Linked DNA regions of Mus musculus: regions 2, 3, 4 and 5 are each linked to region 1. The links are chromatin contacts, called in public HiCAR-type, HiChIP or PLAC-seq and Micro-C maps. All regions are on one chromosome and are shown on one strand. The core of a region is the stretch at or near the end of the contact, and the rest is flanking DNA. Distances in the headings are between cores, read along the strand shown. Region 1 holds the start of Glo1 (glyoxalase 1). Region 2 overlaps Mdga1 (MAM domain containing glycosylphosphatidylinositol anchor 1). Region 3 holds the start of Slc37a1 (solute carrier family 37 (glycerol-3-phosphate transporter), member 1). Region 4 holds the start of Cmtr1 (cap methyltransferase 1). Region 5 holds the start of Ccdc167 (coiled-coil domain containing 167).

Region 1 (3,485 bases), core at 280-2,779:
GAGAGAGAGAGAGAGAGAGAGAGAGTGGGGGGGAGGGAAGGATGGATGAACAAATTTTCAGTAATGTAGGAAACCAATTCACATGGAATGAACCAATTTATAGTGTATAAAATATCTAGGAGATCAACGATATGGTTCAGCTGCCAAGGCAAAGACCTGAATTTCCCAATACCCACAAATATGGAGAGAAAGTTGTTCACTGACGTACACACGCATGCACACACACACACACAATGTTAAAAAATTAAATGCATACTAAGGTTATGTATGGGTAAATAGAAGGAATGGGGAGAAGTGTGTGTGAGTGTGCCTGTATTCGGCCTTTCCTTCCTGCCTTAATTTTGTAGTGACTAAGAGTGTCCCTAAGTACACACCTGGTGCTAGTCAAAAGCTTTGGCAATTACAGTATGTCTGACTCTTGTTTGCCCTTAAGGCAAAGAACAAGCAGGGACCAAAGTCTTCACCATCTATCTGCCCCTCCTAGAGGTCTGCATAAAGCCCACATTCAATCCAGGAATTCACAATGATGCAGCACCTAATTGAATATAGGTGTTTACTGGCACGGATGACTATACAGGAATAAATTCCTCCGTCAGCCACCACGTCTAACTTTTGGCCATGCAGAGGCAGGGACCACACCTGAATGAGTCTTGCCTACTTTACTGTAAGTACAGCCGTGTTTAAGGGAAAGTTTTTCAATGCCATCGGTTAAGCTCCTTACTGGTTGTAACTACAAAACGAAAGGGTCCGAAGAAAAGTGTCTAAGATTCCCTCCAAGTCGAGGTCCTATTTATTATCTGTAATCTCTCCAGAGACTCTTGGTGGACAGAAGTGTGGACTTGAGCAATGGCAAAGCCAAGCAAGCAAAGGCAGTTAAATTCGAGCAACCGCAGTAGTTTGGAGGAGTGAACCCTGGCGGCAAGGCGACTACGAAAAAGAGTACGGCTGAGAGGGACCAGTTACAGAGGGGCCCCTTGAGCTATACAAGTTCTGAAAGTGCCTGCCCGTCTAAAGGGACATGGCGCCTAAGCCAGGATAACTGCACCCACAGACACGGAATCTGACCCTGAATCGCCCTGGCTTCAAGACACCGTGCCCAAAATAAACAAGTTAACGCACTCTGGGGGGCGTTTACAAGTTTTGAAATAACTTTCTGAAGATGGGGATCCCTCTGCACTGTCCCCCCGCCCCTGCCCCCATCGCCCTCTTTCCAGCTCACTCCACTGCGCCGTCAGCCGGCCGACATGCAAGCAGCGGCCAGACCGGGTTAGGATTCCGTCAGGCAGGGCCAGAGCCCCAGGTCGCTCCAGCCGCCGAAAAGGAGGCCCTGTCACCCACCTTGGTGCTAGGGTCTGGATCGGAGCAGCAGCTGAAAGCGGTCTCATCAGTGAGGCCACTGGACGCCGGCTGTGGCTCTGCCATGGCTGCCCTGGAGAATCACCAACCTGCCCTAGTAGCAAACAGGCCAGCGGACCACACGCTCCACAAGGCCCGGGGGACGCCTTTGCAGTCGGCTGAGTGACAGGCCAAGGGGCGGGCGGACGCGGCTCCCAGCCAACCACGGTGCACATGGCTGTTGGCTGTCTGCTGATTGGATTCCAGTGAGTCTGGTTCAGCATGGCGAGACTACATTTTCCAGAATGCCATTGTGCACAATAGTGGCAACTCTTAAAAAAAAAAAAAAAAAAAAGTGTTAGGAACCTGATTTTGCTTATAATTACAAAACTTGAAAACTACCCATTCCTCGGGGCGGCAACCTCATAGAAAATTTCAGCCTGGTGGAAATTACGCTTTTTAGAATAATGAGAGCTTGAACTGGGTGTTAATCTTTTTAAAAATTGTATAAGAACCTGAAGCCAGGATAATTGAAAACCATTCGAATTTAGGATTTTGTTTTTGTTTTCAAGCAGCTAAGTTTAAGTATTTCTTCCACTATATTTTTGCCCGGGGAGCATGGGGTACTTACTGGTCTTCCCAGAGCCTCCTTGGAGAATGTGTGTAGAGAATGTATGTAGAAAATGTGTGTAGAACCGAATAACTGTGGTTTGACTATGCAGTATACACAAACCACCTGAGTTTGAATGGGATTCTAATGACTCACTTCTACACACAGAGTATGTGTGTAGACAAAACTGATGGGATGTCTTATCTAAAATTAGCTTTTAAAATGTGGTGAATGGTACAGGTATGGTGGCTCACATCTGTAATCCCAGTCATTGGGAGGTAGAAGTAGGAAATTTAAAGCCAGTGTGGGCTACATAGTGAGTTCAAGGCCAACAATGGGCTTCATGTGACTCAGTCTTAAAAATAATTAAAGAAGCTTTGGTTCTTGGTGAATCTTTCCTTAATCTCTCCCTCTCTCATCCCCTCCCCTCCTTCTTGTTTATCTATGACCACATGATTAACACTAGGGAGAGAAATGTGACAGGAACTGATAACTCTAATGTAACAGAACATAAAGAAGACAAACCTGGTCTTAGGAGAAAGAGGTATAGGTCATATACATGTAAGGCCAATATAATAGGTTCTGTGTGCAGAATATGTAAAAAAAAATTACAGATCAATGAAAAATACAAACCAATAAAAAGTGGCAAAGAGGAGAACAGGCAGATTGCAAAACAGAGAACACCGTGTGTGAAAATTGACTTCAGTTTTCTAGTACATAGGGAAGTCCCTTCCGAGGCCTTCAGGTTAAGTTTTTAAAGTAAAAACCATCATGGTTAGTGTGGAAGGCAGAACACTGGAATCAACAGGCACAGCTGGCAGAAATCTAAATTACTAGAAACCTGTGGGGAACCTATTTGACAGCAGTTGGTGGAGCTGAGGGGAGCCCATCCTAGGACTCACTGCTAAGTATTTACGCTAGACAAAGATTATTATACTTATAGTCCACGTGACAAACAAAAGAAACAGCTGAATAGGGGGGGTGGAGGGGACAGGGCAGAGAGTGGCAAAAGGTACTTGTTAAACAGTAGGAAACTAGGTAGGTGATTATTTTCATAGACTGGATTATGAGACATAAATGAAAAAAATCTGCCAGAAATTCATATTCTAAAGTGGATAGATTCCACAAATAGAAATAAAATGAGTTAGCTGAGGCTCTGGCTCCATTAATAAAGGGCCTGCTGAACAGACATAAAGTCCTGAGTTCAAATCCCCAGAATCTATAGAAAAAACTCGGTGGTGCATGCCTGTAGTCCCAGAGAGATAGGCAGAAGCCTGGAGCTTGGTTAAGCAGCCTAGCCACACCTATGAAATAACATGAAATAACAGGATAATGATGAGAGATTCCTCCCAAAACAACAAAAGGTGGAGTACTGAGGAGAGACACCAGACATCCACCTCTATGCTTTCTTTTTCTTTTTTTCTTTTTCTTTTTTTTTTTTTTTTTTTTTTTTTTGGTTTTTCGAGACAGAGTTTCTCTGTATAGCCCTGGCTGTCCTGGAACTCACTCTGTAGACCAGGCTGGCCTCGAACTCAGAAAT
Region 2 (3,887 bases), core at 1,301-3,800, 750 kb before region 1:
CTGTGGATTGTAGTCTCCAGCTCCCACTTCCTCTCAAACTCTGATCCCAGGCAGAGTGCAGCAGTGTGCAGCGTGGTGAGAATAGGAGCCTAGCAAGGCCAGGGTCCATCTTACCTGGGGCCGAGGGTGTCCCGTGACCAGGCACTGCAGCACCAGGGTGTCGCTCTCCCGGATGGTGTAGACCCGCTCGCTGATGTTATCCTCCTTCACCACACAGGCCTGCCCCGCATGCACAATCTGGGCCTGGGCTGGAGCTTCAGAGAGGACAGAGGAGGAGAGGGAGGACTGAGCGATTTCAGGAGCTCTGAATGTGTCTGGGGTGAGTCCAGACTTCACCAGCATTGGGCTGGGACTGACTCTTTCTGAGTCCCAGGCCAGAATCAGGAGACCTCTGAATTTAGGGACTATGTGTTCTCTGTGTACCATATGTGTTCTTCAGTGAGCGACAAATACAAGGGGCGAGGACAAGGGTGTCCCACCTACTCTGTGATAGATGTAGCCGAAGGGAGGAGATTCTAAAAAGACGCTGTGTCTTAAATCTAAACGATCAGACTATTAAAACAAAGAACCCTAAAGAATGGAAATCTCCCCCAGGAATCCTGCAGCAGGAGGAAAGGGACCAACAAGAAGAGGAACTTGTCTCCTGGGAAGATATTTCACACTGTTCCTACAATGTATCAGAGACCACCTCACAGGAAAAGACCCATGCCCAGGCAATGATTGGTCAACAGTAGATGGGACCACACCTTGATAGGGACTGCTTAGTGTGTACATCCTTGGTCTCTGTTTAGACTTTGATCTCAATTCAGGACCCCCAAAGATGACCTTGGGGTTTCACTGGGTCTCTGTCCCTCTTCCCAATGTGGCTACATTGAGTAAACCCTTTTCTGCATCCTACGTCGTTTTGTTTTTGTTTTTGTTTTTGTTTTTGTTTTTGAGACAGGGTTTCTCTGTATAGCCCTGGCTGTCCTGGAACTCACTTTGTAGACCAAGCTGGCCTTGAACTCAGAAATCCGTCTGCCTCTGCCTCCCAAGTGCTGGGATTAAAGGTGTGCGCCACCATGCCCGGCCCTACGTTGTTTTTTAATTGGCTTATTGAGGACAGTGGCCAGACATGACTTGGGCCACAATTACACAATGACACTGAATGCTGGGTGGTAGCCAGTTGCTCTGTTAGCTTGGCTTCTCTGTCTTGGTAGCTCCAAGTCTTGGGTGTTCCTGGTGCTACACCCAGCTCCACAATATGGCGACTGTGCCCATCCTCCTTTGTTACTAATGGCTCATGGAGGAGCTCGGGTAACCCATTTCCTATCTCTCTCTCTCTCTCTCTCTCTCTCTCTCTCTCTCTCTCTCTCTCTCTCTCTCTCACACACACACACACACACACACACACACACACACACACACACACAGAGGGAGGACTGGCCATGGCTGTTCTAGCTCTTGGGCTCCCCCTAGGGACAGGCTAAGCCTAAACTTCCTAAACCCCATTTTTGCTTGGCTGCCTACCTCAATTTCTCTTGAGGCCACATACCTATCAGATGAGCAGATCACATGCCTATACTCACTTCTACCCTCTCAGCCTCTGCTTTTTCAATTTAATTTGCATATGTGTGTGTATGTGATGTGTCTGTGTTTGAGTACATATGTGAAGGTGTGTGCACGCATGCGTGTGGATCCAGAGTGTACAGGATGGTGGTACATAGGCCTCATCTTGGCCCCTACACCAGACCCCATGTTGAGAAGGAGTGATTTCACAAGGATTCCTGGGAACAGAAAGCATTAGCTGCTGCGGGGGCTCCTGGGAGGCTCTGTGGAAGAGCTGCATTTGCCTCAGACTTCAAAGCACAAAGAAGACCCATTCTAGTGGCCAGAGGTGAATCCCACATTGAGTGTCATCCAAGAAGAACGGTGGTGATGTCTGGGCCTTAGTTTACCTGTCTCTGAAATGGAGATGCAGCCAGCTCCTAGAACTTACATGGTGGGGAGTATGAACATGATGAATGAAAAACAGGATTGCCACAGGTTCAAAAGATGTGCCCGCCATCAACACAGATGGGACAGATCTAACCAGAGCACTATTCCCAGAGGCCATCAGTCAGCAGGTCAAGAACTTGAAAGAGGATCTCATTCAGCCCAGGCTGACGTCTCTGTAGCAAGGATCAACATTTAAAAGATAAGCTGTGTGTCTTTGGGCAATTGGAGTCACCTCTCTGAGCCTGTTTCCCCACCTAGAGGAGGAAAATGGATGGATGATCTCGGAGGTCTTTTCAACTTGCTATTGATTTTGTAATCAGCGTGTGCGCGGTGCCTGTGTAAAACACACACTGTCCTCCAGGGAACGGGCCTGTCGCTGTCACCATGCCATAAAAATGTGCAACCGTCAACTGTACACATAAGAGATAGATATCTTTGGCCCAGGTCCCCAGGAAACCTCATCAAGCAACAAGCTACCAAGAGATGTCATGCATGCTGGTTGCTGATAAGACCAGGAGGCTGCATGGATGTCTGCAGGAAGCCCGGGGTGCCTCTTGACAAGGAAGACATCGGTTGAACAGGCTTCAATGGAAGATAAGCTATAATCTTGGACGCTGTGGCTTGCCCACAGCAAAGCGGTGTTGTAATGACAGGGGTTTTGGTGGCTGATAAGGAACGACGGAAAAGAGTTACAAAGCTGCACACGCTCAGGGCACAGCCAGCCTGGGCCAGGTGTGGGGCCCCGGCCAGCAGTCACAAGCAGAGCCTGTAGCTTCCTCACTGAAGGCGGGCAGGGAGCAGCCATCACCGATGACATCATTAGGATGGCCCATCTCCCTTGGCCAACATTAGCTACTAAGAAGATCTGAGTCTCATATGGTAGAGTACACTGCAAGAGATCTGAGCCACACTTATGAATGCTAAACAGCTGTGTGGCCCACGGTCCCATAGTTCTCTTGGGGATGGATGTAACAAGAATGAGCTCTCAAGGCAATCACACAGCAGGTCCAAGCATCTCCCAAGGGGCTGGAGATATTTCGTGGTTAAAAGCATGCACTACTTTTTCAGAGGGCCTGAGTCCAGTTCCCAGAATCCACATGCATATACTTGCCCCACCACCACCACACATACCCATAATTACAAATAAACCATTTCTTTAAAACAAAATCATCTAAGTGACTTTTCTTCTTATAACAACAACAACAACAACAACAAAAACCCCTCATAATCAAGTCGTGAGGCTGTCAAGAGTGGTAAAGGGGGACCCAGTGTGATGGTGTGTGCTTGTATAGAGCAATGGGGAGGCAGAGGCAGGCAGAGCCTTGTGAGTTCGAGGCCAGCCTGCTCTACATAGTAAGTTCTATGTCAGTCAAGGGCTATACAAAGAGACCCTGTCTGAAAACAAAAACAAAAACAACCAAAAAAGGGGGGACTGGAGAGATGGCTCAGAGGTTAAGAGCACCGACTGCTCTTCCGAGGTCCTGAGTTCAAATCCCAGCAACCACATGGTGGCTCACAACCATTTGTAATGGGATCCCATGCCCTCTTCTGATGTGTCTGAAGACAGCAACAGTGTACTCACATACATAAAATAAATAAATCTTTAAAAAAAATAAACAAACAAACAGAACAGCAGGCAGTGTCTATCAGCTATATACTGCAGGCTGTTGGACATAGAACTTGTGGCAATTCTCCTGTCTTTGCTCCCCTCTCCCAGTAAGGGCACCTTGGGATGATGCTCTCCCACTATTGTGTCCAAATTGTCCACTATTGTCCACTATTGTTCTAAGGATTCAACTGGAGCACTCAGCCATGCATGGCTTGGGTTTTACCCCATCCCCACCCCTAAGCCATCTCCTCAGCTCACGCTGGTATTTTTACACAACGCATCCTCAGCAAATGTGAAAGAA
Region 3 (3,935 bases), core at 359-2,858, 680 kb after region 1:
TCTCAAATTCTTTCTATTTCAACAATTCTCAAAGTCTGAGCTCACTCAAAAACCACAGACTCAGAAAAGAAATCCTAACTAACTAATGTGGAAAGTCTCGTTCTTGGGAACTGAAAAACCCGGAAGTTTTTCTGAGGCTCTTCGGCTGAGCAATTGGCCTCAGGGTCCTGTCTCAGCTTCCTCGGGAGGCTGTGTTCTCTGTTGTAAGGAAAGGCCTTCTAAAAGTGGTCAATCAAGTTGGGGAGCTCAAATTTTACTTTGGCTGGGGTAGTTTGGGGCAGCTACAGAAAACAAAACAAAACCACGGAACACAGGCATAAGGGCAAGGGACTCTTGAGCAAGCTTGGTGATGGCAGGCCTGAGAACTAGTGACATGGGGAGGAGGCGCCTAGAGTAGATGTAAGCGTCCACTTGAGTTGCTGCCTACAAGGAATGGAGAGTTAGGGAGGAAAAAAAGGGGGGTGGGGTGGGAAACATCTAGCCAAAGGAACAGGGTAGAGTGGCCAGAGTTCCCCGGCCACTTCTATATGAGATGTGGGTGCAGGTGGCTCAAACAGGAAGTCAACTTTGCTTGTAGGGTACAGAACACTTCTCAAAAGCCTGTAGATAGAAGTATGGCTGGGCCTTCCCCAATTCAGCAGACTGCGTTCGCGCTTGTGGCGCGGGTGGGCTGTGGGGAGGAGAGTGAAGCTGTGGGCCGCCTGTACACCAACCAGTCTGAAGAGGGCGCTAGTTACCCCCGCCAAACACTCCTCACCCTCGCCCTGGCTCTCTCTGTTCATGCATCGGGTTGGTTTTGGTTTAGGCACGGTTTTACCCAGTGGGTGTTCCTAGGAAGTTGTTTTCCTGCCTGGTTTTGCTGTTCCAGGCAGGTGCTGATCTGCGGCAGGGGGCTGAGCGGCAGGACTGGCTTTGGATGCCAGGCCAGGCCGACACGTGGAGGCGTGAGGCAGATGCCCTTTAGAAAAGTAATCAGGCCCTTCCCGGACTTTCCAGGATCAATTCTTGGCAGGAGGTGTGGGGTTTGAAAGATAATTATCCGGAATTGACCAGGAAGCTGTGTGCCAGGGCACTTCTCATGACCGGGGTGGCTGGCCTTCAGGACTTAACCATGCAAGCCATTTATCACACTGACACAGGTGCGGTACCAGGCGTGTGCCAGCTCCATTTGTAGCATACCGGATGCTCTTGACTCTTGACACTTGATGTGGTAGGCCGAGAGAGGCCATCCTCAGTCCAGGACTCCGAGGGAGCAAATCTTTACCTCGGAACTTGTCTATGTCGCTGGCATTAGTAAGGTCCGCCTCGGGGACAAAAGCCTGGTGGTGGTGAGGTCCCCTAGGAGCTAGCGTTTGGCTGCTGGGCACCATGCCAGTAAGAGCCCGGCGTCCTGCGGGGCCTAGGAGAGCATGACAGGCAGGTGTGGGGACCCAGGAACAGCTAGAGGATGCTCCAGCTGAGCATCTCCGGGCTGTGTGCGATCTGAGCATCCCTTGGGCGCGCGCGGGGCCGGGGTCAGGGGGCGCGCGGGAGAGGGAGGAGCCGCACAGGGTCGGCGTTCACAGGGCCGGGAAAGTGAAAGGGCGGCCGCTCCAGGAAGTCGACGGCAGGAAGCACGCGACGCGGGCTGCGGAGCGCAGGTAGGCGCGGGGACAACGGAGGACCCTCCCCAGCGGCGCTCACCTGCCAGCCGCCACGCACCTGCCGTGGGCCCCGCTTCGGCCTCTCCGCCGTTTGTCTCCCTCTGCTGTGTGGCTGGAGAGCCGGGGACAAACCAAGCGCTTTTCCTAGAGTGGGACGTCTTTGAAGTAAGGGCTCCTAGAGTGGCCTTGAGAGACAGTGCGGGGGCGATCCGGTGCTGGTGACGTTGAATTCCCGGGGAAAGTGGAAGCAAAAGGTTCCCTGAGACCCGGGGGCTGGGGTCGCCTAGCTGTGATGCTGGGTCCCCTCCCGGCCCCAGGCCGCGAGTGACAGCTGTGAGAAGACGCCTGCCGGAGACCCAGCGCTTTGTCTGCTGCCGCTCGTAGGGGACGTGGGCGTGCCTGTAGCCTTCACCACCCGGCCAAGCGGCTGTAGGACCTGGGAGGAGGAGCCGGCTCGCAAAGCCCTTGGGAAAGCTCTCAGCCAGCACCCTGGGCTCCGGTTGTTTGTTTGCTAAAAGAACTGCTTCCCGGAGCCCGGGCTCTGTGGCCAACGCAGTGACAGCCACCGTCTGGGCGGTAATAAAGGGTTTAAACCACCGGAAAAGTCCCCCAGCTCCGCGCACTTAGGGTCCACCCAAGGATCTTGGTGGCCCGCAGGTAAAGATTTGCATTTGAACGGAAGACCCTCCCCTTGCTCTTGGTTTAAATTCTTAAGGTGCTTTTTCCTGGTCTTTAGAGCTCTCTGCACCTGCCTGCCTCCCTACCTGCCTTCTCGCCCTGGAACTTAAATTGCGTGAAGTTGGGCGAGTTGGTAAATATATTATTCGGCTTTACACAGAATTCCCTCTTTTGGGGGTCCTGTTTGCACCCTGAGTTCCTGGGAGTATTGTTACAGGTCTGGTTCGGTGGAGAACACCCGGGGTGCGTTGTTTGCTGTGAGTGGGCTAAGAGCTATGGTGGATAGAATTCTGACTCCTTGTATTTAAGCTCAGGACAAGTGAAAATAACAGTTTCTGTTTATCTCCCACGGCCAATGGAGCCTTTAAACGCTTAGAAAGGGCTCGATTAGAGGAGTTAGTGTTTGTCTTGGTTTAAAACAAAACTCTTGAAGCTTTTGGAGGGAGTTTGGTTCCCAGGTTTGCCCTTTTATAAAGTGCCATCATTTTGACAGGTTGCCTTAGGCTGCCTTGATGTTGCCTGTGTGCTAAAGACTGGAAAACCCCCCTTGGGGCATTGCTCTTGCTTTTGCTAACTCCCACCCACTCCTGAGTCTCCTTGAAGGGTTGATGGGTTCTGGGTAGCTCAGAGCCCGGTAGCTGGGAGGATCGTGGGTGTGTCTGTCCGTCCCTCAACTCTTGCTTGGCTGGGCTCTCTGTGTGCTCCTGAGCCTGGTCGGGTGCTGCCTCACCATGGAAAAACTCCTAATTGCTCTCCTTTCCCTGTCCAATGATCACACTGCCTTCCTGTCCTTTTCTCTAATGGGCTGAAATTCACTGGGAGTTTCTAAGAGGTGACATTTAAAAACTACTTTAACTACTTTCCTTGGGCTAGATGCCAAGGCCTGTCAGCAGAGCCACGTGCTCCCCTTCCGTTCAGGGATAGGCAGGAGGAAGTGTACTTGTGCCTGAGAAGGCATGCCCCACCCCCACTCCCACCCCCTAGGAAAATGAAACGCCTGGAATTGGCCTAGGTATGAAGCCCACCTAGCTGGGCTAGCCTCATCTCTTCTTAGAACGGCGGTTCTCAACCTTTCTTAATGCTGTGACCCTTAAATACAATTCCTCATGTTATTTCATTGCTCCTTCATAGCTGTAATTTTGCTACTGAAATGCATGGTAGGTAATGTAAATATCTGATCTGCAGGATATCTGATATGCACCCCTGTTGAGGCGGAGACTCACAGGCTGAGAACTGCCATCTTAGAGGGAAAGCTATGTCTTGGACTCCGAGAGGCTGTGTCAGTAGCCTTCATGACCTGAAATTTTGTTTTGTTTTTGCTTTGTTGTTGTTGTTTTTCGAGACAGGGTTTTTCTGTATAGCCCTGGCTGTCCTGGAGCTCACTTTGTAGACCAGGCTGGCCTTGAAGTCAGAAATCCGCCTGCCTCTGCCTCCCGAGTGCGGGGATTAAAGGCGTGGACCACCACACCCAGCTATTACCTGGAATTTTGAGGGAACAAGTTTTAGAGATGCTGTTCAGGCCAGCAAGAAAAGGACTTTGCTAAGCAGAGTTTTCAATACCCCAAATGTAGAGTTGACATCTGTCCATCCTCTAGTGCACTCCTTCCAGAATGG
Region 4 (3,530 bases), core at 397-2,896, 950 kb before region 1:
GAAGAAAAGGTAAACTCATCAGATCTCTGGACAAATAAACAGACTGAATCATATAGCGCCAGCCACCTGGGAAAGGGGCTGCAGAGATGGTTCAGGGGTTAAGAGCACTTACCGCTCTTCCAGACCTGGGTTCAGCACAGCACCCACAACTATCTGTAATTCAAGTTCCAGGGGATCCGATGCTGTCTTCTGGCTTACAAGGGTACTATATGCATGTGGCATACATACATACGTGCATGAAGGACACGCATACACATAAAATAAAAATAAAATCCTTTTTTTTTTTAAAAAAAGCAGCATTATGGGAGAACATATGTTGACATTTGAAGTCTCGGGGTTTAAGAGACAAACGCAGCTGAGAATGTCCAACAAAGTTATATTGGTCTGAAAATGGGAAGAGGAGTTAGAGTTACAGCCCATCTCAGTGCATATGGTCAAATGCCACAGATGCCATTATTTCTTTTAGTCTGAGGCATTGAGAATCAGATCTAGGATCTGGTGTGTACCGGACGAACAGTCTTGACACTGAGCTATGCCTAGTCCAATGTTAAATATGTCCTATGGAACAGGAACAGGTCTTTGACCTTGGCCAGTTTGTGTCTCTGACTGTATTCTTTTTTGTTGTTGTTGTTGTTTGTTTTGTTTTTCGAGACAGGGTTTCTCTGTGTAGCCCTGGCTGTCCTGGAACTCACTTTGTAGACCAGGCTGGCCTCGAACTCAGAAATAGGCCTGCCTCTGCCTCCCGAGTGCTGGGATTAAAGGCGTGTGCCACCACGCCCGGCTCCTCTGACTGTATTCTTAAATCTATATAATGACGATACTGTAGTAAGCTACCAAACTAGTTACGCCATGTTGTGAAACACTTTCTAGGATTTTTTTTTCCCACTTTCCAAGTCAGGGTCTTACAATATATCCCTGGCTGTCCTGGAAGTAGCTATGTAGACTAGGCTGGCTTCGAACTCACAGAGATATGCCTGTCTCTGCTTTCTGAGTGCTGGCATTAAAGGTGTTCGACACTACCACCTAGCTCCTAAGAATACTTTCATTGCTAAAACTATTTTGGGCAAAAATTCGTCTCCGGTCACTTCGACCAGTCATTAAATCTTATGCTAAACTGGTCTCTTGATCAGCCATAAATTTCTATACCATGTGATTGTGATTCTGACCTAAAGGTTAACTGCCTGACCATTTAATTGTTATCACTCTGCTTCTGAAAAGAAAAAAAAAGCAATGTTTGCTTGTTGCACATGTTTGGAGCTGCCTTTCTGTATACATCACAGTTGCAGTCCTTGTCTTTAAAATGTCGAACAAACTGGAGGTCCGAGGGTGCTTCCCGCTCCTCTGCCTGAGACAGCCCCACCGGTGGTAATAAATAATAAAGACTCCACATGATTTATTAAGACATCTTGGGAGTTTTCCTTCTTCAGGTAATCCATAACAAGATGAATAAACTGAGGTGAAGTATTGATTTCCCTTCTTTAGGGCGAGAGTAGACAAGGGTTATTTTCCTAGTGGCTTTTCTCTGCCCCCCCATTCTTTCGCGGTCCCCCTTCCGCGCAGGCGCCTCGGGTCCTGCGCGCTGTGCGACCTGGGCAGTTCCCCAGGGCCAAGCCTGAGCCCAGCGGGGGCGGGGCTGGCGGGCTCGTGACGTTATCAAGCGGCGCCGCCCGCGGGGCGGGTTCCGAGCGCGACCGCGCAGCTAGCCGGCCCTGCGAGGAAAACGAAAGTGAGGGAGGAGGAGGTTGCAGGGCCAGCCTGGGCGGCGACAGTGGCGGCCTGGTCCCTCGTCTCCGCTCGCCGGCTACTCGCCCCATCCCCTCAGCGTGAGTGCAGGCGCGCGGCCCCGGGGGTGCGAGCGGGCGGGCGCACGGGCACAGCATCCTTCCCCTGCGGCGGCCGCTTTGCCCGCTTTCGGGTAGCCTCTCTCTGCTCCTGCCCCCTGTCTTGTCCCCAGCAACCTCTCGGAGCCGAGGTTGCCGCTGCTGCTGGTCGCCGCGCACACAGTATCACACCTGACGTTTCCAAAGGAGAAGCTCCGTCGGGGAGATGGCGTTCCCTTCTTTCCCCTCTGCATACGGGGGTTAGCAGCGCTTAGAAGTGCCTGGTCACAGCGCGTCTGCCATTGTAGGTCACTCGATAGCCCTTTGGCCTTCCCCTGGCCGAGGAAATGAGAGGATTGGCTTGGATTCCCTGCGAGGCCCCAGTCGAAGGTGCTGTGGTGGAGGGGGACGTTCGTATCTGCCGCCTTGCCCTTCTACAAAGCTGTTTCCTGTTCTCTCACTTGCCCCATCGCAGACCACACTGAGTTCCCAGTGGCACCCCCCACCCCCGCTTCACCCACACCCACCGGGACGACTTAAGAGTTAAATGAGACCCATTTTATGTGCTGTGAAGCCTCAGCGATGAGCTTTCCAGTAGGCTCACCTATCTGTGATGTCAAGTAAAAATGTGGCTCCTCGGGCCTGGCTTTCTGTTGGCTCAGTCGCCTGGCTTTCCTGCTTTCCTCTAATAGGCACTGCTACTGTCACTTAGGAAATTGCCACCTGAGATTGGGATGATCGTACATTGGGTCCACAGGTTCATCCTCGGGCTGGAAATACGGAAACCTTTTGCTAGGTTTCAAGGGGAGGGATTGCTATATCCCTTCAAATTCCATTACTTTCTTACCTCGACTGCTGATGCTCATTCTCCCTCCACCCCAGCAAATATTTTGAAATAAGTTGAACTGGCTCTGATTTTCATAGACAATATTGAGTATCAGTTCATAGTCAAAACAACACATGGTCTTAAAACTATATGTCTGACTCAAACGCCAGAGAAGTCTGTTCTTGTATCCCAGCGTCCCTGTTCCCCAAAGATACCAGTGTACCTCCAACTTTTAAGTCTTTTCTCTTTTCTGAGTTCTTTGAATACACTACTTTTCCTGAAGATTTTGTAATTTTTTTTTGACTTTTTGAGACAGGGTTTCTCTGTGTAGCCCTGGCTGTCCTGGAACTCTGTAGACCAGGCTGGCCTCCAACTCAGAAATTCGCCTGCCTCTGCCTCCCAAGTGCTGGAATTAGAGGTGTGCACAACCACGCCCGGCCTGTAATTCTTTTTTTTTTTTTTAAAGATTTTTTTCGACTGTTTTAAATAGGCATGTGGGTACCTGCATAGGCCAGAGGTGTCTGTTTCCCTGGAGCTAGAGTTCTAGGCAGTTGCGAGTTGTCTGGTGTGGGTGCTGGGAATTGAATTTAAGACATACACATGTCTCCAGCTCCTCGTCCTTTTTTTTTTTTTTTTTTTTTTTTTCTTTTTTTAAACTTTATGCTTCTCATAAACCAGCTCCTGGCCATCGAGGGAAGCTTTCTGTTCTTCCATTTTTCCCTGTGCAGCGCTGGGCTGGGATCCAGGGCCTTGCATGTGCAGGGCAAGGCTCTGTGGGAGAGCGACATCCTCGAGCCCTTGGAGTTTGCTGCAGGTTCTCTACAGGTTTCCTCAGACTCCTGAGTATTAAGACAGAGGCAGGTGCCAAGTGCACCCAGCTCTCC
Region 5 (3,466 bases), core at 625-3,124, 900 kb before region 1:
CCGGAGCTGCTACAGTCACACTGCCCACGGCCACCTTCATATTAAGACAGACTGATTATGTGATTGCTATACTTTTTGTTTGTGTATTTGAGCCAGGATCACATGTAGCAAGGGTTGAGCTATGAAGGTTTTGTGATCTTCCCCTGATTCCCAAGTGCTGGGTTACAGGCATTATGTCACCAGAACTAGCCATACGAGTTCTTACGAATGTTTTGCTTATATGTTTGTGCACCACATACATATCTGGTGTCCGGAGAGGCAAGAACAGCCCGTGCTCTTAACTACTGAACCTTCTCTCCAACCCCAGTACTTATATTCTTTAAAACTGAGATAACATTCATTAACAAATACTGAAGTGGGCTGGGCTTCCATAATGCTCTGGTCAACGTTATCATCAACTCATACAATGTTCTCTGGTGTGTACTTCTGTTAAAGAGATCTTATTTAATAAACGTACAGTTCTCATTAGCGTTGAACTCACTGCCCAAAGGACCACATAATACTGAGTTGTTCCACACCTGAAAAATGGTTTATGTAACAAACCGATTGTCGCTCTAAGCCCCATCACAGTCCTGGAGCACTAGACAGCACGTCAGCGCGGTGCTTACGGATCCCTCAAAGTAGCAAACCACCACTAAAGAGAACAAAAATGCAGCCAGGCATGGTGGCACACGCCTTTAATCCCAGCACTTGGGAGGCAGAGGCAGGCGAATTTCTGAGTTCGAGGCCAGCCTGGTCTACAGAGTGAGTTCCAGGACAGCCAGGACTACACAGAGAAATCCTGTCTGAAAAAAACAAACAAACAAACAAACAAAAAAGGGATCACTGAGGAGATAAGTAACCTCTGGGAGGATGCCTCGAGGGCGTCCAATATTTTGACATTGAAGCCTGATGCTGTCATCTACAAGCATGCTGTATCACATTCCTAGATGTACTGGAACACCAGTGGCCCAAGGGCCCAGGCTGAACATGCCTTCGTTGTAAGGGAGAGGAAACGAGTCCCCACTTCCAGGAAGCCCACCTGAGCATTATTCCCTGCTCTATCACCTTCACCACTTTAAGCTGGCTTCCGCCTTTTCGTTTCCTTGCAGTGTTGCTCTGTATCCCAGGCTGGCTTAGATCTCTGAGCCCTGGGACTATAACCATGTGCCACCTATGTCCTGAGTTCCACGTAGACCCTCAGTTCCCTCGTCTATACGAGCATAACAGACATGCAACAATTCATTGAACATGCAAACGAAACATGCATCAGACGGCTTTTTTTCCATGCATGACAAACTATTTTAAAGGCCTTCCCAAACACCAATTCTAGGAATCTCTGCAGATTTCCAAAGATCCTCAAGCTACAAGGCTGATACCCCACAGGAAAAACTTCCCCTCTCTGGAGACGTTTAAGCCACTAGCAGTATACTGAATAATAGCCTCGCACTCACCCTGGAGTCTTATTAGCTCCATGGTGGTCCCTCACCTACAAGTCCCGAACACCTTTGGTTCCCACCTGTCTCTTTCTGCTAAAGTCTCCCTTAGTCTCCGAGTCTCTCCTTTTAGAATACCCACTATGGCCTGTCTTCTTTGGGACTCCCCTGACCAGGGATGGAGCTGATGGTTCTCAGCTCCATCCCTGCCTTCCTCATCGTGACCCTTCACCTCCCTTCACAGCCTCTCCCAAAGCCACGTCGCCCTCGCTTCCTCCATCTGACCCTCGACGTCGCAGCCGCCGGGCCGATCGACGCCCCTGCGTCGGAACACAGTGACTAACCACGTGACTCGAACCCGACTTCTCCCCCTCACCTCCTGAGCGACACCAAGATTCTCCCGCTTCTTTTTAGTCATATTGCTTGCTGTCTTTTCCGCGCTGGACCAGCCCATTAAGTCGCACTACGCACGCGCAGGACCTCGTGCTTCTTTTTCATTGGTCGGTGCAGAGGAAGGAGGCGGGACTTCTGCGTCGCCATCTTGTTAAGGGGCGCGTCCATCCTGCAGCGGCCATGTTTGTGAGGGGCGGCCTCCGGGTATAAGATGTGCAGGGAAGCAGTTTCAGGTCTACCCGTGAGTGGAGACCTCTTTACGTACTTGAGAGCTTTTATCTTAACTTCCTTCTTTCTTTTCAAACATCTTCCTTCTTGCATCCCTCAGGGCATCCCTGCACCGTTTTTTAGGCTATCCTCGTTCAAATGTTCTTGCTCCTGCAAGGCTCAGCCTGCAAGCCCTGGCCCTTCAGTCCCAACTTGAACTGCTCTGCCCTTTGGGATCTAATATGGTCTTGCACCGTTAATCCTTTCTGTCCTGTGTTCTTTCGCATTAGCTTGTTTTCTGGTGAAATGAGAACAGCCTGCAGACATCACGGAAGGCATGAAGAAGGCTCGCAGCACACCATATTAGCCTGAGATTCCTAGGTCTTACCTGGGCTTCTGGCTTTCTTTTAGAGGCTTGTTCATGCTTAGGATTTTAGAGTGTTTAGACCTTGGACTTGGAGATGTTTTGACTATAACCCTACCACAGGACATAGACATAGAGCTGCCACCAAAGTTTTACAAGTCAGTACCTTTTCTTTTTCATTTTTTTAATTAGATATTTTTAAAATTTACATTTCAAATGCTATCCTGCAAGTTCCCTATACCCTCCCCCCGCCCTGCTCCCCTACCCACCCACTCCTACTTCTTGGCCCTGGCATTCCCCTGTACTGGGGCATATAAAGTTTGCAAGACCAAGGGGCCTCTCTTCCCAATGATGGCCGACTAGGCCATCTTCTGCTACATATGCAGCTAGAGACACAAGCTCCGGGGGGTACTGGTTAGTACATATTGTTGTTCCACCTATAGTGTTGCAGACCCCTTCAGCATCTTGGGTACTTTCTCTAGCTACAAGTCAGTACCTTTAGCATCTGTGAAGTGCTATGGTTTTTTTGTTTTTGTTTTTTTTATTAAAAGAAAAAAGTTAGCTGAGCATGGTGGACATATGAGTAGTCTCAATTATTTAGGATAGTGAGGTGGTGCATCATTTAGAGTCCACAGTTTTGAAATCAGCCTGGACAACAGTGAAACCTTAATAATAATAATAATAATAATAATAATTAATTTTTAAAAAATTGTGGTATGGCAAAAAAACTAAAAGTAGATAGATGTTGTCTGAAAGAGTGGGGATGTGGTTCAAAAAGCTGCCATAGATCCCTCAGGTACCTACGTTCCATTCTTGTACTGGATATTATCTCACACCGCAGGGCCTCTCTGCTTCGGGAACAGAGCAGGCCTGTGTGCACACACAGCTCTGTCCTTCCGTGTCTCTTTCTAAAGATAAATTTGCCCCCGTGGAATTACTAGGTCAGAGATGATGAGACCAGAATCGAAGCTCCTTGTTTCTACCCACTTATCTCCACTCCCGAGTCCGTTTCTCTATGTGAATAATAACCCCACCTCAGTGTTTGGAGGAGAAAAAAAATTTTTTTCAGATCTGTGTTTTCTTCATG

The links. A called contact is a pair of places that touch in the nucleus more often than the background predicts. HiCAR-type assays count read pairs that join an accessible place to other places. HiChIP or PLAC-seq counts read pairs in DNA pulled down with a chosen protein or histone mark.
Region 2: a Micro-C map of the G1E-ER4 cell line shows a contact between it and region 1. The contact joins the enhancer-like site here to the promoter of Glo1 in region 1. A contact is called at or near these places in 1 of 15 datasets of contacts at CTCF or cohesin (the G1E-ER4 cell line), 1 of 484 Hi-C or Micro-C datasets (the G1E-ER4 cell line) and 4 of 115 datasets of contacts at active chromatin or transcription factors (astrocytes, embryonic stem cells, large pre-B cells and 1 more).
Region 3: a FOXA1 HiChIP or PLAC-seq map of pancreatic cancer cells shows a contact between it and region 1. The contact joins the promoter of Slc37a1 here to the promoter of Glo1 in region 1. A contact is called at or near these places in 2 of 39 promoter capture datasets (hippocampal neurons and liver) and 2 of 115 datasets of contacts at active chromatin or transcription factors (embryonic stem cells and pancreatic cancer cells).
Region 4: a contact with region 1 is called in a HiCAR-type map of astrocytes, with 4 times the contacts expected there. The contact joins the promoter of Cmtr1 here to the promoter of Glo1 in region 1. A contact is called at or near these places in 9 of 39 promoter capture datasets (the 3T3-L1 cell line, 3T3-L1-derived adipocytes, the C10 cell line and 5 more) and 2 of 115 datasets of contacts at active chromatin or transcription factors (the NIH/3T3 cell line and astrocytes).
Region 5: a HiCAR-type map of astrocytes shows a contact between it and region 1, with 4 times the contacts expected there. The contact joins the promoter of Ccdc167 here to the promoter of Glo1 in region 1. A contact is called at or near these places in 10 of 39 promoter capture datasets (the 3T3-L1 cell line, the C10 cell line, cranial neural crest and 5 more) and 4 of 115 datasets of contacts at active chromatin or transcription factors (astrocytes, embryonic stem cells, forebrain and 1 more).

Annotation. Positions count from the first base shown.
Region 1 is chr17:30,611,130-30,614,614 of GRCm38.p6, forward strand. Glo1 (glyoxalase 1) reads right to left here and starts at 1,530. Exons shown (of 6, transcript NM_025374.3): 1 at 1,339-1,530. The coding sequence starts at 1,422.
Region 2 is chr17:29,857,476-29,861,362 of GRCm38.p6, forward strand. Mdga1 (MAM domain containing glycosylphosphatidylinositol anchor 1) reads right to left here. Exons shown (of 17, transcript NM_001368423.1): 2 at 115-254. Among named protein-coding and RNA genes, the nearest start is that of Mdga1, 29 kb to the right of the region's middle. Within about 2 kb of position 2,551, at least 38 of the 459 cell types and tissues checked have an H3K27ac peak or open chromatin away from gene starts, as enhancers often do. A contact at or near this core is called in the G1E-ER4 cell line, where this site is marked.
Region 3 is chr17:31,294,616-31,298,550 of GRCm38.p6, forward strand. It overlaps Slc37a1 (solute carrier family 37 (glycerol-3-phosphate transporter), member 1), which reads left to right and starts at 1,609. Exons shown (of 20, transcript NM_001242427.1): 1 at 1,609-2,300. Gm30139 (a long non-coding RNA gene) reads right to left here and starts at 246. Exons shown (of 3, transcript XR_001782201.2): 1 at 1-246.
Region 4 is chr17:29,658,949-29,662,478 of GRCm38.p6, forward strand. Cmtr1 (cap methyltransferase 1) reads left to right here and starts at 1,647. Exons shown (of 24, transcript NM_028791.6): 1 at 1,647-1,823. The region is part of intron 7 of Gm28043 (predicted gene, 28043); the gene reads left to right.
Region 5 is chr17:29,715,143-29,718,608 of GRCm38.p6, forward strand. Ccdc167 (coiled-coil domain containing 167) reads right to left here and starts at 1,875. Exons shown (of 4, transcript NM_026782.2): 1 at 1,792-1,875. The coding sequence starts at 1,833.